Regions from separate parts of the Sus scrofa genome. Here region 2 is linked to region 1. The links are chromatin contacts, called in public Hi-C maps. All regions are on one chromosome and are shown on one strand. The core of a region is the stretch at or near the end of the contact, and the rest is flanking DNA. Distances in the headings are between cores, read along the strand shown.

Evidence for each region. Hi-C and Micro-C count contacts between places; a contact is called where the count stands out from the background.
Region 2: a Hi-C map of liver shows a contact between it and region 1, with 2.3 times the contacts expected there. The contact joins the enhancer-like site here to the promoter of LOC100517145 in region 1. A contact is called at or near these places in 1 of 5 promoter capture datasets (liver) and 6 of 47 Hi-C or Micro-C datasets (embryonic fibroblasts, liver and skeletal muscle).

The regions. Positions count from the first base shown.
Region 1 is chr2:68,888,304-68,893,512 of Sscrofa11.1, reverse strand. It overlaps LOC100517145 (complement C3), which reads right to left and starts at 3,295. Exons shown (of 41, transcript XM_005654852.3): 1 at 2,869-3,295; 2 at 2,550-2,757; 3 at 1,616-1,790; 4 at 1,358-1,428; 5 at 1,173-1,261; 6 at 1,004-1,086; 7 at 141-228. The coding sequence starts at 2,939. LOC102165061 (a long non-coding RNA gene) reads left to right here and starts at 2,556. Exons shown (of 4, transcript XR_298095.3): 1 at 2,556-2,643; 2 at 3,448-3,612.
Region 2 is chr2:68,931,497-68,936,852 of Sscrofa11.1, reverse strand. No RefSeq gene overlaps it. Among named protein-coding and RNA genes, the nearest start is that of C2H19orf66, 8.1 kb to the left of the region's middle. Within about 2 kb of position 2,807, at least 4 of the 83 cell types and tissues checked have an H3K27ac peak or open chromatin away from gene starts, as enhancers often do. A contact at or near this core is called in liver, where this site is marked.

The sequences.
Region 1 (5,209 bases), core at 2,046-4,545:
ACGGGACAAGAATGTCTCAGGGTGGCAGAGAGTGCCTCTCCTATACCCTAAGAGCTACAGAAGTGGCTCACTTCTCTCTACCCATTCCATTTCTTGGCATCCCTGGTTCTCTGGCTGGGCTGGGGGATAAAAGAACTCACTGGGCTTGGATGTTCACACCCAGAGCATAGTCGTTGAGGTAGAAGAAAGTCTTGTTTGGTTTCAGCTGGACCTCAAAAGACGGGAGCACTGGGTGGAGTAAAGAGAGTATTATCCTAGGAGTTCCTGCTGTGGCACAACAGGATCTGCAGTGTCTTGGGAGCAATGGGATGCAGGTTTGCTCCATAGACTGGCACAGTGGGTTAAAGATACCCTGTTGCCACAGCTGGGGCATAGGTCACAACTGCGGCTCAGATCTGATCTCTGGCCTGGAAACTCCATATGCAGTGGGGTGGCCAAAAAAACAAAAAACAAAAAACAAAAACAAAAGCAAAAAAAAAAAACAGAGGGAGAGTCAATCTCAACATTTCTTTCTTTCTTTTTTTTTGTCTTTTTGTCTTTTTAGGGCCACACCTGCGGCATATGGAGGTTCCCAGGCTAGGGCTCCAATTGGAGCCGTAGCCACCGGTCTATGCCACAGCCACAGCAACACAGGATCTGAGCCGCGTCTGCCACCTACACCACAGCTCATGGCAACGCTGGATCCTTAACCCACTGAGCAAGGCCAGGGATTGAACTCACGTCCTCATGGAAGCTTGTCAGGTTCGCTAACCACTGAACCACGACAGGAACTCCCATCCTTGACATTTCACCGCCACCCCCACACCCGACACCGCCCTGCTCCTTCCTCAGTGATTCTGGCAACCCACAAGGGCTGAAACACTTGGTCTCATTCACCAGCACCTAACTCAGGCCTTGGCACCCTGTGGGGGCAACATGAACCCTCCCTTCTGGTTCCAGCACCATTCCTTGTGAGCCCCACCTTGTCTGCCCCGTCACACCCTTCTCATTACACCCCTCTCACCGTACTCCTTCACCTCAAAGGCTGCCTTGAACTTCTGCTTGGGCGCACTTTGGTAACTGGCTTCGATGCTCCAGGTCCCAAGACTGAGGACAGAATGTCAGTAGAGCTGGAGCCTGAGAAAAGAAGCTGCCAAGCTCTCCAGCCCAGCCCTAGGGGTCCCAGCAGGTACCTGATGAGCTCTGGGAGGGGGAAGGAGCTTGCTAAGACCCCATCCTTGGCCTGGAAGTCTTGGCTGATCACAGTGACCCCTTGAGGGTTCTGTGGGGAGAGGGAATGGGTATTTCATGCCCTAGGCCTCCGGCACATGATCCAACCCCAATGTCTAGGATCTACTCTCCCCTCAGGAGAGGCCACCTTGATGTCCAGAGTGAATGTCCTGGTCACAGGATCCATCTTGTGGTCCACAGTGTACACCCGGTATTGAACTGGAGGAGGAGGAGGAAGGACTCTGAGCGTGGGAGAGTTTGGAAAGGTGAGTGTGTGTATGTGTGTGGGGCCATCAGGACCTTGGGCACTGGGGGGACCTTGGACAGAAGGACACCTTGGGACATGGAACATGTGGGCATCTTGAGAGTCAGTGACTGCTCCAGGCCAGATAACCGGGGGTTTTACCCAAGTGCTCAGGTGTGTAGATGGTCTTGTCTGTCTGGATGAAGATGTAGCCAGCATGAGGAGCCACCAGCACCAGCTTCTCCATGGATGAAGAGACGGAGGTGGGTGCCCATCTTGCCTGGATGATGACATACTGTGTCCCTGGTTGCGGGGGGTATACCAGTTTCTTGGGAATCTGGAGAAAGATACCCACACTCAGGGCCTGCTGGGGTCTCCATCCTTGCGGACAAAGCTCTGGGCGGGATCTTGGAGTATCAGTGGAATGGGAGCTCTGTGGCTCTGCCTTTGGGAACAAGGTCCCCACGTGTGTGGTCCAGGTTGCTCCTGAACAAGCACACCCACCCAGCCCAGGAGGGATGCGATTCCTTTTAGGCTCAGCTTCCCAAGACACCAGCAGAGGGCGCCTTTGAACTAATTTGCACAGAGGCGTTATATGGGCTAATCCAGACGACTTAAGGCACTTTATTTTTATTTTATCTATCATCTATCTGTCTGTCTATCTATCTATCTACCCATCTATCTGTCTTTGGCTGTGACCTCGTCATACATAAGTTCCCGGGCCAGGGATGGAACCAGAGCCATAGCAGTGACGACACTGGATCCTTAAACTGCTGTGCCACAAGAGAGCTCCATGGGACTTGGGATTTCTAAATGGACAGGACAGAGTTCCCTGGTGTCTCAGTGGATTAAGGATCTGGCGTTGTCACTGCTATGGTGCGATCCCTAGCCCTGGAATTTACACATGTGCGAGTAGTGGGAGGGAAAAAAAAAAAAAAAAAAAAAAAGCGAAACATGGGACTACTAAGTATATCCAGGCACTGCACCTCTTCTCCAGTGAGCCTCATGGGAAGTCTCTCTAGAGTCCGCCCCTCTCCACTCTTGGTGCTGACCCAGCACCTCCCCTTCCGGCTGCCCATCCTGGCCTGTCACCCACCGTCACCGGTGTCTGGTCCATAAAGTTGTTCTCTGGTGAGAGAATGAGCTGGCTCCTGGCCACGATGGTCTTCTTCATGGGGAAGTCCCACACGGTGAGATTGACCTCGAGGGGCCTGGTGAGGGGCTCTCCGGAGTCTGAGTGAGCCTGCACATGGATGTTCTCTGGACTGCTGACCCGCAGGACCCGGGGGGTCACCAGCATGTACCTGCCAGCAGACAAAGAGGCACAGGGGGACTCAAGTGGGGGAAGTGATGGATGGGGTGGCATGCAAGGGCATCAGGCAGATGGCAGATGTCCCCTGGTTCTCCAGACTCACAGTGGCTCAGCATGGACGACTTGGGCCCCCAGGAGGAGCAGAATCAACCCCAGGGGCCAGGGCACATCCATGGCGGTGGGAGGATGATGTGGGGCCACGAGCCACAGATGCTTGTCCTCTGGTCCACCCCAGCTCTGCTCTGTTTGCCTTGCCTTGGCCTGTCCCCTGAGTTAATATCTAAACGATGGTGGGGAGGACATTCCCATAAATCCAGGTGGCAGGAGGGGGCCCCTTCTCCCTCCTCAGCTGGGCCTCCAAGGCATGGGGGGTTGGGGATATTTGCATAGAGAAGGGTTTCCGCCCCACCCCCTGCCTTGGGGAGGTCAGCGTATTAGGAAGGCTGCCTTTCCCATCAGCCTAGGGGGCTTATCTTGAAGCCCTGCCCCCACGCCCTCCCCCAGCAGGGAGCCTGGCTCACGTGGCCCTGGGCATGAACTCCAGGCTTGGGTTGGGATTGGCTGGCAGGGGCAGGAGGAGACAGGCTAGTCCCCACCTCTGTCCTTGTGAAACTGGCAAGAGTTGCTAGGGTAGCTGCTCACACGGCAGCTCAGGCATTATGTTTTCATTTCCCAATCACAGGCACAATCTGCCACATGGTGTTTAGCTCCTTGGCCCCGGAACCCACTGAAATGGAAGCTTCTGGAAAATGCACAGGTCAAGTCCTCTCCCAGGGCTTCAGATCTTTCTGCACCCAGCATGAGCCGCATGGTTCTTCTCCTTCCTTTCAGGAGACGACTACACTTGGTAAATTGCGACATTGTCCATTATTCCTAAATCATGCCAATCTCTCTGGGCTCCTTCTCCAGAAGGCAAATGATACATCTTAAACCAGGGAGGAAAACACATCATGCTTGAAGCATTTCTGGAAGAAGGCTTTCTCTATCTTGAAGGAATTCTCACTGGCTGTTTAATATGCCTGTTTGTAGGGGCTTGGAAAAGGGAATAGGGAGCTTGACAAGAGCAAAGCCATTTTGCTGCCACCATCCATCTTGGTGAACTTAAGGTGACTCATACGAGGGCTCTGAGAAAAACAAAGTCATTAGGACTTGAGAAACTCCGGGCCCCGATTGTTCTAAAGAAATTCAAAAATAGCTAGGTTGTACTTGAAGTCAATCATTAAAGTAACAATATAAGACATTCTGTACAGCTATACATCTTTCTGTATCCTGCATGTAATAAAGATTAATGTAGCATGTTAGACACATAAGCAAGCACTATAAATGTGTCTTCCCCTTTCTGTTCGGGGTCCATGATTGGGAAGCAATTTCCTGTGAACACACCGGCGTAGTAAAGCTGTTCTCCATCTTCCTCGAGTGTCCTCTGAGGTGATTTCTGGGAATTCTATGACATGTTAAAGATGTTGAACCCAGTTTGTGGTGTCTGCCTCTTAGAAGCAGGTAGGGTTGCAGACAAGGTTGCCTGGTTCTTTCTTTTTCAATCACCGTCAGCTTGGAAGGGTCCCAAGATCTCCTCCACACAATGATGATAATATACATTTATGTAACCAAGTTTCACTGAGTATTTAATACAAACTTGGCCCTACTTAGCAGGCTGGAGACACAGCAATGACCATAATAGGCAAGGTCCCTGCTTGAGTCAAGTGGACGTTCTCTGAGAACTTACTAATGTCTATGACGCAATTTCTTCTTAAACCTCACAGCCTCCTGTGATTCAGGTGCAATGTGTACCCACTTTCCAGATTCTTTTTTTTTAAGGGGGGGGGGAGGAGAAGGTTAGACAAGGTGAATGAATGAATGAGTGAATTGCTTTTTAGGGGCCTGCAACTGCAGCATATGGAAATTCCCGGGCTAGGGGTCGAATCAGAGTTGCAGCTGCCGGCCACTGCCATAGCCACAGCAACGCTGGATCCTCAACCCGCTGAGCGAGGCCAGGGATTGAACCCACATCCTCATGGATACTTGTTGGTTTCTTAACCCACTGAGCCACAGTGGAAACTCCCTCTAGATTCTATCCTTGTAGAGAGCTGGGAAACCAAATGTGTCAGACAAAAGGGGGGAAAGTCATTTATTCCCCAGGCATTTATTATGTACCTACTATGTGACAGGCACTGTTCTATGGCTCCGTGAACACTCACAGACTAAAACTAAAATTACCACCCATTTTACCGATGAGAAACTGAGGCCCTGAGTGGGTGAGCATCTTACCCAGTGTCAGGCAGGTGAACCCTGAGGATGAGTAATGCTCTTAAGTCTGTGGTAAACAATCTCTTATGAAGCAAAGAATCAAAGAATTGAACTAAGGCCAGGATCAGGGAAGCAGGTGAGACCTCATTTAGAAGCTTCTAGAACATTGGTATTCCACCGCTGTCTCAGGCTTTCAG
Region 2 (5,356 bases), core at 1,558-4,057, 44 kb before region 1:
CACAGCAACTTGGGATCTGAGCCGCGTCTGCAACCTACACCACAGCTCACGGCAACGCTGGATCCTTAACTCACTGAGAGAGGCCAGGGATCAAACCCATGTCCTCATCGTTGCTAGTTGGGTTTGTTAACCACTGAGCCACGACAGAAACTCCCATATTCTGGTGCTTTGACAGCTGGGGCCTCGCCAACCCTCCCTGGGCACACACCCAAACCATTTGTGAATATTTCTGCATGTGCATCTCCACCACAGCACCTTTACCTTCCACATGGCATATTTCTCTAACAATCAATTTTTTTTTTGCAATAAGCATCTATCACTTTTGTAATCAGAACCAAGAAAATACACAATAAGACAAATCCAATTATTTTAAAAAATAACATGTATGAAATCCTGGAAATCTGTCTTTAATAATGACACTTAAGAAGTGAGAAGTAATTTGGGATTTCATAATTTGTGTAGTCCTTAGAATGTCCTTTACAGCCCAGAAATCTATTGTTTGAGTTTTGCGAAATCAATTTCCAGGAATGCATTATGTGCAAAAGTTGGGTGGCTTGTTTGGAACTCTGTTCAAATGAATTTTGTGAGTGGAGACATCGCAGCAGCTGAAACAGGCTAAGTATCCTCAGAGCCAGCTGGGTTCCAGGATCTCTGTGGGGTGTCTTTCAGGCTTCAGGCTATCAAGTCATCTCTCAGCCTTCTGGCTTAGGTGCCACTGTCCCTTTTTTTCTTTTTTGGCCACCCCAAGGCATATGGAGTTCCCAGGTCAGGGATCAGATGGAGCAGGAGTTGCGACCTACCCACTGTGTTGGGCTAGGAATTGAACAAGTGCTCCAAGATTCTGTTGAGCCACAGCAGGAATTCCACCACCAGCCTTTTTATCAGATGAAGAACCTGAGTTTCAGAGTGATTAAGAAAATAGTGCGTGGCTCAGTCGTTAATGAATCTGAGTAGGATCCATGAGGTTGCGGGTTTGATCCCTGGCCTCGTTCAGTGGGTTAAGGATCTGGCTTTGCAGTGAGCTGTGGTGAAGGTTGCAGATGCAGCTTGGATCCCACATTGCTGTGGCTGTGATGTAGGCTGGCAGCTACAGTTCCGATGAGACCCCTAGCCTGGGAAAATCACATGGGCACCTGGCTTATAACTGGCAAAGTTAGGACCTCTATGCTCTTTCAAGCTGGAATTGAGGAGAAATATAGAGGTCAAGGAGGCAAACTTTGGTACCAGACAGTCTGAGTTTGGGTCCATTGCTAGTTCTTTGAGCAATCTCATCATCTTTCTGGGTTTCAGTTTCCCCATTTCTTTTTTTTTTTTTTTTCTTTTTCTTTTTTTTTTCTTTTTGCCTTTTCTAGGGCTGCTCCCGTGGCATATGGAGGCTAGGGGTCGAATCGGAGCTATAGCCACTTGCCTACGCCAGAGCCACAGCAACGTGGGATCCGAGCCACATCTGTGACCTACACCACAGCTCATGGCAACGCTGGATCCTTAACCCACTGAGCAAGGGCAGGGATCGAACCTGAAACCTCATGGTTCCTAGTCAGATTCGTTAACCACTGCGCCGCGACGGGAACTCCTCAGTTTCCCCATTTCTGAAGTTAGAATAAAGGTGTGAAGGTTCTGTGAGTTAATGTAGATAAACTAAAACCTATGTACAAAGAGTAACATAAATGTATTTATGTACAAAGATAGGTAAACATATCTATACCCAAAGAGACCCACAAACGTAGAGAATGGACTTGTGGTTGCCAAGGGGGAGTGGGGAGGGAGTGAGATGGATGGAGAGTTTGGGATTGGTAGATGCAAACTATTATATTGAGAATGGATAAGCGATGAGGTCCTATTGTACAGCATGGGGAATTATATCCAGTCTCTTAGGATAGACCATGATGGAAGATAGTATGAGAAAGAGAATGTGTATATATGTATATATATATATGTGTGTGTGTGTATGACTGGGTCACTTTGTTCTACAGCAGAAACTGGCACAACATTGTAAATCAACTATACTTTAATGAAAAAATATTAAAACACTAGATAAACCGTGTAGACCTGTGCGGTCTGAAAGGTTAACCTCTGGCCACATGTAGCCTTTGAGCCCTTGAAACATGGCAGGTCCTAATCCAGAGGTGCTGTCAGGATCAAATGCACACTGGATTTCAAAGATTTATGTTAAATAACACACCATTGACTTTTTGTTCTAATTACAGGTTGAAGTGATACTATTTCAGATGCACTGGGCTAAATAAAATTATCTTCAATTTCACTGGTTTCATTTTGCCTTTTTATTTTTTATTTCTTTCTTTCTTTTTAGGGCCACACTCGCAGCATATGGAAGTTTCCCCCCAAGGGGTCAAATCGGAGCAGCAGCTGCCAGCCTATACCGCAAACACAGCAAAGCCACATCTGAGTGGCGTCTGTGACCTACACCACAGCTTATGGCAATGCCAGATCCATAACCCACTGAGCGGGGCTAGGGATTGAACCTGCGTCCCCATGGGTACTAGTTGGGTTCATTAACCAATGAGCCACAACAGGAACTCCCTCATTTTGTTTTTTTAAATGTGATGACTAGAAAATTTAAAATTACAGATGCAGCTTCCATTATATTCTTATGGGATTGTGCTGATTCAAGGATACAAAACACAGTAACCCTCCCAGGAACGCGTAGCTATTTTTATTACCACACCACCTTGGTTTATGTTGCTTTTCCCCTGGCATGAAATGTGGGGAAAACAGTCCTCTGCTCCAGCCCTGAGCCTGGTGGCTCCCTGTCTGCTCCTGGCAGCAGACACATCCACAGTTAATCATTGATCCCACCTTCCAGAAAGCTCTCAGGAAAGTGCATGTGGTAATCTTAGCTCTGGGAGTGGGGGTGTTCAGGTGACTTCAGCTCTTTATATCTCACATTTTGAAATTTCAAATTTGTAGAACACCCCCCAGCCCCTGTGCCCCAAAAAACCCACCCCAGGACACTGCCTTTTTTCTTTTTTTTTTCTGGTTGCCAAAGTGAAGTGTGCTGGTTCTAAAAAATATTAAGAAAGATTTTATTTAGAAAGAGGAAGTCTTTATATACACAGCAAAATAAAACCTTAAGTTAAAGCTTTGCCTGTGGCCATCGGTGTCCAGAAACACACAGGAAAGAGGGCACAGGGTGTGCCAACAAGCCATGGACAGTTCTGCTTCCTGGATGGGGAGGCTTTGGATGGGGTAATGCATTTTCTTTCCTATATCTCTATAATCTGGGGAATCTTTTTGCTAGAATGTCTTCATGTATCATTAATAGTGATAATGATAATAGTAATGATAATAATGATAACAACAACAATACAAGAAGGGTTGGTAACTCCTCATTACCCTGTCCCCAGAATAAGCCCCATTACATTTGATGCATATTCTTCCAGGTCTTTTTCCTTTGAGCTACTTCTTTTTCTTTGTTTTTTTTTTTTTTTTTTTTTTTTTTTTTAAGGGCTGCACATGCGGCATGTGGAGGTTCCCAGAGCTACAGCTGCTGGCCACAGCCACAGCCACAGCAACGCCAGATCTGAGTCATGTTTGTGACCTACACCACAGCTCACAGCAATGCTGGATCCTTAACCCACTGAGCAAGGTCAGGGATCGAACCCGCAACCTGATGGTTCCTAGTCAGATATGTTTCCGCTGTGCCACAACAGGAACTCCAAGCTACTTGTTTTTCTATCTGACTTCATAATAGTGATAACTAAAGGAAAAAAGTGACTTAAAATCAAGGGTAGGGAGTTTCCACTGTGGCGCAGTGGAAATGAATCCCACTAGTATCCATGAGGTTTTGGGTTTGATCCCTGGCCTCACTAAGTGGGTTGGGCATCCGAGTTGCCCTGAGCTGTGGTGTAGGTTGCAGATGCAGCTCAGACCCCATGTTGCTGTGGCTGTGGCGTAGGCCAGTGGCTGCAGTTCTGATTCAACCCCTAGCCTGGGAACTTCCATATGCTGTGGGTGCAGACCTAAAAAATAAAAAACAAAAACCCAAAAAACGAACAAAAAAACATGTCTAGGAGTTCCCACTGTGGCACACCAGGATGATTGATGCCTTTGCAGGGCCAGGACACAGGTTTGATTCTTAGCCTGGCATAGTGGGTTAAAGAATCTGGTGCTACCACAGAAGTGGCTCACTTCTCTCTACCCATTCCATTTCTTGGCATCCCTGGTCCTCTGGCTGGACTGGGGGATAAAAGAACTCACTGAGCTTGGATGTTCACACCCAGAGCACAGTCATTGAGGTAGAAGAAAGTCTTGTTTGGTTTCAGCTGGACCCCAAAAGACGGGAGCACTGTGTGGAGTAAACCGAGTGTCACCCTAGGAGTTCCCGCTGCGGCTCAATGGGATTGGCACTGTCCTGGGAGCACTGGGATGCAGGTTTGATCCCTGGCCCAGCACAGTGGGTTAAAGATCCAGCGTTGCCACAGTTGGGGCATAGGTCGCAATTCAGTTCTGATCCCTGGCCCGGAAACTCCATATGATGTGAGGTGGCCAAAAAAGAAAAAAAAAAAAAAAAAAAAAAGTAAGTCCAGATTTCTAAATAAACAGAGTTCCAGATCAAAAGCGGAAGTTATTTTGTTACTGGGTACTCCGGGAAGATATACACACTCTCCGTGCCTTTTTTTTTTTCTTTTTTTTTTTTTTTTTTGTCTCTTTTTTTTTGCCTTTTCTAGGGCCGCTCCTGTGGCATATGGAGGTACCCAGGTTAGGGGTCTAATCGGAGCTATAGCCACCAGCCTATGCCAGAGCCACAGCAACGCGGGATCTGAGCTGTGTCTGCAACCTACACCACAGCTCACAGCAATGCCGGATCCTTAACCCACTGAGTAAGGCCAGGGATTGAACTCGCAACCTCATGGTTCCTAGTCAGATTCGTTAACCACTGCGCCAGAACAGGAACTCCACCGTGTCTTTGTTTTTTCACTTAAGAAATGGGAAGGAAACAGTCCTCGCCTCCTAGAGTTGCTGGGAGAAGAAAGCCATTAATGTATAAGAAGTGTTTTTGTCAGAGCCTTCCCGACATAGGGGTTCAGTAAGTGTTTGTTTTGACTCTTTTACAAGATGCAGGTTCAGTTCCTGCTGTGGCGCAACTGAATAGGCAGCATCTCTTGGGAGCTCTGGGACGCAGGTTTGATCCCAGCCCTGCACAGTGGGTTAAGGACCAGGCCTTGTTGCAGGGGTTTAGGTCGCAACTACAGCTCAGATCTGATCCCTGGCCCAGGAACTCCATATCCACGGGGTGGTCGAAATAAAAAGATGTAGGTTCAAACCAGAGTCCAAGATGTCTCCCTGCCCAAGGCTGAAACTTACTGAAGCCCTTTGTTTGCTCATCTGCAAAATG